Regions from separate parts of the Zea mays genome. Here region 1 is linked to region 2. Evidence: chromatin contacts called from public Hi-C data. All regions are on one chromosome and are shown on one strand. The core of a region is the stretch at or near the end of the contact, and the rest is flanking DNA. Distances in the headings are between cores, read along the strand shown.

Evidence for each region. A called contact is a pair of places that touch in the nucleus more often than the background predicts.
Region 1: a contact with region 2 is called in a Hi-C map of endosperm, with 2.3 times the contacts expected there. The contact joins the promoter of LOC103643672 here to the promoter of LOC103643670 in region 2. A contact is called at or near these places in 3 of 25 Hi-C or Micro-C datasets (ear, endosperm and root tip).

What each region holds. Positions count from the first base shown.
Region 1 is chr1:254,974,139-254,977,745 of Zm-B73-REFERENCE-NAM-5.0, reverse strand. LOC103643672 reads right to left here and starts at 2,344. Exons shown (of 10, transcript XM_035964306.1): 1 at 1,494-2,344; 2 at 775-864; 3 at 1-664. The coding sequence starts at 658.
Region 2 is chr1:254,736,770-254,740,668 of Zm-B73-REFERENCE-NAM-5.0, reverse strand. LOC103643670 (nucleolar protein 14) reads left to right here and starts at 2,058. Exons shown (of 14, transcript XM_008666838.3): 1 at 2,058-2,400; 2 at 2,466-2,600; 3 at 2,764-2,899; 4 at 3,395-3,477; 5 at 3,571-3,630. The coding sequence starts at 2,167.

The DNA of each region.
Region 1 (3,607 bases), core at 1,095-3,594, 240 kb before region 2:
TAATCAAAGTATTGTAGGTACATTCATCAGGTGTTAAGTCATCTTTCCTCATTCTTTTGAGCAAAAGGAAAGCACGTGTACTCCTCTTTATTCTACATAATTTATCTATCATGATGTTGTATGTATATACATCTGCCTGTACACTATCCCTCTCCATATCTTCTAGAACACACAGGGCAGCCTTAAATCTTCCCTTCTTAACATACCAATGTAGGATTGTATTATATGTGACAGAATTAGATATGTGACAGCTCTTCATCTTCTGAAGCATATCTTCAGCCTTTCTAAATTCTCCATTGGTGCATAGGGAATTCAGAAGAATATTGCAAGTGGTAACACCCAAAGGAAACTTACGGGCCAAACTCTCTCTCAAGAACAACCAAACATGCTTTGATTCCCCTTCCTCAACAAGAGCATTGAGGATGGTATTGCAAGAAACAGGTGAAGCCTTAAAGCCGCAATCATCCATAAAGAGAACTGCCACAGCTGCATCTAGCACTTTTCTTTCCTTGACATATGCTTTGACAAGGAGTTCAAAAACGACATGGTTGGTGGGATCAAAACGTGAAATGGTCCGCAAGAGGGAGGTAAAAATAGCAGTGCAGGAGAAGCCCGTCACAGCAAGATGCTTCAACACTGACATTGCTTGTGAATGCATTTGAGCCTGGATGAGAATTGGAACAGCCATACAGTAAACGTAGGTAATTCGGTCTAAACCTGAACGCTCCACAATAGAACTCAGTATCTTCAAGGCCAGTTTTCCATCAGACTTACCAAGGCTCCCAAATTTGTAAGCCATGTGATTCAGGGTCTCCCACCGCGTCATAGTCTGAATGGTAATGATGCTACTATCAATTCCATGCGCTGAAAGAAAGAACCAAATGAATGGAACAGCGAATTTGATACCACCCAGAAAGAAACAATAGCACACAGAAAATCTATTGGGGCTTGGAGTTTGACTTCTAACTTCTATTTTCTAAAGGAAATGCTACTCTCTACGATTGGCATCTGGTACTGAAATAGCACACACTATCATATGTAATGCATGTACATTTTTCCAGTGAAATGTGGCGATAGCCTTTCATTGAACTGATAGACAAACAGAGAACAACCCTGAGTTTGGCATGTTCATTATTACAGTAATTATTAATCAAGTGTGTTAAGGAATCGGTTTGCAATGGATGCTACAGATAGATGAAAAGAGAATCGAGACAAAACTTGTGTAGAATGCACAACCAGCAGCATTCTGAAATCTTTAGATTTGCAAGAATCAATGAGCACTTCTAGTGATTGCACAAAGCATAAGTCAGGGTAATTCTTATAGGTCTGGGGTTAGCATTTTGCACAAGAAAGATCAACTAAAGTACTAGTACCCGATTTCTTTCACCTCATCCTTAGAAAGATAGAAATAACATGTAGACAGGTTTGCTGACTGATTGTTCCTATCTGCTGAGACTAGGTCAAACAGTTTGCGTTTTCGCAGAGAACTTTACCTGGAGTGTTGTCGGAGCTGGCAGCGAAACGGGGGCGTGCGGGCGGCCTAGCGCAGGAAGGGAGCCGCAAGGAGTAAGCCGCCGCTTTGCACTCGATGATCCTGCGGCGATACGAGGAGTCCACCAGCGACGAGAACGGCCGTGCCATTAGCGCAGCAGCTGCTGCCTCGCTCGGCTGCCCGCGCCTGCTCGGTTGCTCACGCTGGCACCGCCGCTCAGCTGCTGTCGCCACGCGCTCGCGCCAGTGGCGGAGGACGCGCCAAAATGAAGGTGTTGCTAACGCTCACTGCTGTCCGGAGACCGGAGGCGCGGACGGCGAATGGACTGCTGTCAGCTGTGCGGACTGCGGAAGCCGCAGGCGCGGACGGCGAACGGGCGAAGCTCGGCCTGGCGGGGGCGCAGAGCCGCGAACGCGCGGGTGGAGCTCGGCCAGCGGCTGAGCGGCCCTGGCCGGAGCTCGGCAGGGCGGCCGTGGGGGCGCGGGGCAGGGAGGAGCTCGGGTCTCGGGCCCTCGGCGCGGCAGCGCCGGCGGGGAGGCGGTGGGGCGGAGACCCGGAGTCTTGAGAGTTGAGGAGGCGGCGCCGGCTGGTCGGCGAGTCGACGGTGGGTCGGAGCTGGAGCTTCGTCCTGTTAACAGAATCGGCAGAGTAGAAAACCAACAAACAGAGCACATTTACGTGAGAAACCCTTCGATACGAAGGAAAACCACAGGCGCCTCGGCGGCCGTGGACAGGGGCGACGGAGCTCAGTCCGCTCGGCGGCGCTCGGCAGTAGAGCAGACACGGGAGGAGGCGGGAGGGATTGGGAATTTTTTTTTACTGTGGATCTTTGTTGGGCTAGGCGTATATCCTAAACAATAATGAGCTATATTGGGCCCTCCTTTCCTAGCTCACCGTTAAGCTATCCAGGCTTCGATCAATGACAAGGGTTAGAATCTAGTGGGATGGAAGCTAGGATGAGTCATATGCTAGCTAAGGTAGTGAAGGTACTTGGTTATACACTAATGACAATAAAACATCTGGCGCCCTGCAATAACATAAAACTATTTGAGAATGCAGAACACAACTCTTCACTTCTAAGTTCTAGTTGAAGGGCAAACATCCATACAAACTACAACATGCAGGCAATAATTATACTTGCCTTGAACAAAAAATGAAGTTATATCCTGGCGCAGTGTAAAAAGATCACAAATGTTATATGCTCCTATGTACAATCCAAAAAATGGATGGTAGAATCTCCCCACGCAAAACTGGCAGATGTAAATGTAATCAGATGGTAAAAGTTTGGTTTATATAAGAACATGTACATGATGTAACCAGATCAAACGGTCAAATGAAGGATTCACCAAAAAGTAGTTATCCTGCACTAGAGATCGATCAATATAAACGCTCCACTGGTGCCCTGCAATGACTCAACATAAAAAAAAGGAATAGACATGTATTTGGTCAACAACATACAGGGTTCAACTAGTAATAGTGACAGTAGCAAAGGTTCCATAGTCACCGACCGTTATGGCTTTATTCAGACTTAGATTGCATAAATCTATTGTAGATATTGTTGCAATGGCTTCACATGCCCTACGGTTCTGTCTATACCACATATTTCTAAACCACCTTAGAAGCACATAAATACATAGCCTGCAGCCAATAGGTGGCAGACCTAAATAACCAGCGCAACCGGTATACTGCATGTAGCAGAGCTCTTACCCATCTGTCTACATAACATAGTTCTAAACAACTTTACAAGCACCAAAATGCATAGCCTGCAGTCAACAGGTGAACGCGCAAACGCGGCACACAATATAGTTTTGAAACCACTTTACAAGCACCAAAATACATAACATGCAGCCAACAAGTGAGCAAGCCTAAACAACCTATGCAAGTTCCAAAATAAGCTTGTCACAGCTGTCTTTACGCGGGCCCAAATGCACGGTAGATGGTAAAGGGTATCAGTAGTAAAAAAAGTACCATAAAGATATAGCTTTTTGTTCTATACACAGCAGATCAGAGTATTTGTTAGGCATATAAAGGACTTTAGAGATATTGGATACGACATCTGCCAAGGTATCTATTTTAGAGAAAAGGTTCTCACAACGCCATGTAATAGTTATGTAT
Region 2 (3,899 bases), core at 809-3,308:
ATGGGTACGAAGTCTAGGATGGCAAAACCCGACGGATTTATACCCATTGCCATCCCTAGTTTGATGTTTAAAGTTTGTGCGATGTTGACTCTATATATGAGCTTTTCCGCGGAGGATGGGCCGGTACATATCTTTGTGTCCAACTATGCGAGCAACTTTGCCATGCTCATAGTTGCTTCATAGTCAAAGTGTCAAATGCTTAAAGAAGTCTCACAATTCTTTCTAACCATTCTAGGAATGGTTCTCTATCTACTCCTTTAGTTCTTTATCACTTTAATAAATATGCATGACTGCTTTTTGTTTCAATACTGTTTTGTTGAGTAATGTTTTTCCTCTGTTGCGATGCGGTTGATTCTAGATGATATGGAGTTCCACTCGGGAGATGTGCCAAACTACACAACTTATGATGTATCAGTATGCCTCTTTTCTATATATTTTTAGGTAGTAGGGATGAATATTCTCATCATGTAAAAGTACTGTATAATCTTTTCCTTTTAAAAAATACAATATGGTATTTAGGGGAGTTAATTAGTTGAAATGATCTAAAAACATTTTACACGATAAAATATATGATGGCACCAAAGACCGGGCTGAGGCTAAAGATGTTTGCAGACGTCGACTGAGTAATTGGGTACCACCTGCATACATTTCAGTGCTATTTCGTTCAATTTTTTCAGATTCCAAATATATCTAGATGTAGAGTAGTAAAAAACCATGTATAGAAAAACCAAAACAATCTACAAATTGGAACAGTGGGTAGGAAAGTTCATTTCATATTGACTACAGGAATTACAAGAGGGAAAAAAACTGGTGTTGTGAATGGCTTCCTCCAAGTAAGCAAGCCATATTATGAGTCTCTAGAGGAACTGTTTGTCCGGATGGGCGGTCTCATCATCAGTATTGCTAATAGTCATGATGTTGACGTTCTTCTTTTTTCATTTTGCAATCCGCTCAATCCGGACACTTAGAAAAAATGACCAAGCTCTCCACAGCTTAAGCAAAACAACTTTGCTTTCTTCTTCTTCTTGAAGGTACTTGTTGGTTTGGCATTGAAAGGCTTATTCTTTGTTTTGTTCTTGCCGTGTGGCAGTGTGGGGTTTTGTACACCATGTTGGTGCTAGAATAGCCCTCGCTCCCCTTCTCAAATAACGTCATTAGCTTGAGCCTTCTCATCAACATCAAAAGACGTTATTAGGTTTTAACAAATATTTCATTTCTCTTTTGTTTGAGAGTTATGTCGAATCCCCTTCTGAAGGAGCAACTTTGTAGTAATATATTTGGCCACAAACTTGTTAGGCATGCATGACACATTCAAGGAGTTCAAGTCACGGAAAGGGTCTTTGATACTTATTAGAATTTATACATATGGGCTTCAAAGAACTGACAATGCATACTCTAAGAGTTTTGGAAAAATTCCTGGTATGCCATCCGATTTTATATTCATTTCTTGTGTGCCACTCAGAGGCATATAGGTATATTTTTTATGTGTATGGCATGTGGGCACAAGGAACAAGTATATTTTTCAATATAATACAGGGAATTGACCCGTTTTGGAAAAATTCCTGGTATGCCATCAGATTATTGACCCAAGAGTTTTATATTGTTGTTTTTACGACTGCAAGTGCCATATATAATGGAATGGAAATGGATGAGGCACTCATTCTCAACGATGTAAATGTTGTTAATATAGAGATTTTTTAATAGTGCCAAGCGAGTTTCATATCTATAAAACTCATTTATTCTCTCTTCTTAAAAAGATTGCCACACTATTTAAATGTTTACGTGGCAAATTATTAAATGCAAACTAAACTCCCACTAAAACTAGCCTACTGCCCTTTTAAATTTTACACAAAAACAATGTAAGTGTTGTTAATATTTTATTTGTAAAAAATAATTTTAAACTGCTTTTATTTTAATGACACTTTGCATCGAAGAAATGATATTTTAGTAGAGGAAAGAAATGACACCTTTTTGTTCTGAGAAAGTTGTTTGTTGCTTATTGGGCCTTGACCCTCGGTGCATTGTCATGTGTGGCCCATAATATGAACCAGCCCAACATTCAATCTCAGAGAAGCGAGCTCCTCTGTCCAGTAAACGCAAATCCCAGAGAAACATCTAAACCCTAGCGGCGGAACCTTCCCCGTCGCTCTGTCCTCCTGTCCGGACATGGCGAAGACGAAGCCCATGGCGGCGGCGGGCGAGAAGAAGAAGAGCAAAGGAAAGAAGAAAGGCAAGAATGGCCCGGCCAAGGTGGCCATGAAGGCTCGTGGCGCGGCGGCGGAGGAGCGGAACAACCCGTTCGAGGCCATCTGGTCGCGCCGCAAGTTCGACGTGCTCGGCAAGAAGCGCAAGGGCGAGGAGCGGCGCGTATCGCGCTCACGTTCCGAGGCCATCCGCAAGGTAACTGCTGCTTAGCTGCTTTTCCGCTGGTTGATTGGTGGCTGATTCCTCTTGCCTTGCTGCAGAGGGAGAACACGCTGCTCAAGGAGTTCGTTGAGAGCGCCAAGTCGTCCGTGTTCCACGACCGGCGTATCGGCGAGAGGGACGACACACTGCCCGAGTTCGACAAGGCCATCCTTCGCCAGCAACGCGAGCGCTTGGTATGTTGCGCTTAGAGATAGTTCATAGTTCATTAATTGAAGAGCGACACTGACATCTCTAGTATTTCTCCCGACATTGACATGCTTCGGTGCAAAAGAGACCAACATAAACCAGTATCTGTTGTGAACTTATGGTTTATCAACCCATTCTTCTATTGGTTAGGCCAAGTTGAAACGAGAAAGCAAGTACAATCTATCAGATGATGATGAAGACGAAATCAATATTCATAATGTGCTGCTATCGGAAAATGATGATTTTGATGAGGAAGTGCCTCTCGATGATGGGAGCGACGAGGAAGGTACACCTATCTCTGGCTGGAATACAATCCTCTCCAGTTGTTATAGTTTATCCATCTAGATCATGTGAGATTGTCTAGTGTCTAGCATCAGCATTATGTGCAGTATGATCTTGTCTTTTCTGTTATGCAATTATATTTTGACTGTGAACTGGATGCCAGACTGCATTGTGATCTTTTGATTTCACCTTGTTCTCCATATTCTTGTTTGGGCTTACTTTCTGTTAGTACTGTGAGTAGAACAAAAGTTATTTTGATGTGGACCTATAAATCTTGTGTTAGTATGATGCTTCAATAACTAGTTATTGTAGTAACCGGTTTGCATTGCGAAAAGCAACTGCTGGATTTAATTATGCCATTTTGAGCTTGTTACCTCAATGATGGAGATAATAAGAATGGTGATAATATTATAGCAGTATAAAGAATTGTATTTCTATGCATATCAGTTCATGTTTTGTTTCTATGTTGTTCATTTGCTTTCAATCTTTATACTTCCAGGTAAAATGGTCCTCTCAAAGAAGCGTTTATCTCTCCAAAGTGATGACCATCCTTCAATAACTGATCTACCACAAGAAACACACGTGAGTTTTATAGCCACATAGAGAAATTGAGATGTAAATGCAATCATGTGATCCATATGAGGTTACCTCATTCTACTTATCTTGTGTTAGCAGGGGCAGAAGAGCAAGAAGGAAGTTATGACGGAGATCATTTCAAAGAGTAAATTTTATAAGGTGGGTATTGTGTGTGATCTAACTCTTAACAAGCCTTTTTTTGGCTAGCGTGTCATGGCATGGTAGTGTTACCTAGAACAATATCTTTCCCTTTAGTATTAACCTAGGGCTCATTATTGGGTTGTGCTTTCGGCTTCTGCTGACATCAACTAATGATCTGAAGCCTCAACGAAAATACCTAGGTAATTGGATTAGAACATATTGAGTTTCAAACTTTCAATAACTGCTTACTTCATTACGTTCAACTTGTGGTACTTACATCTCAATGT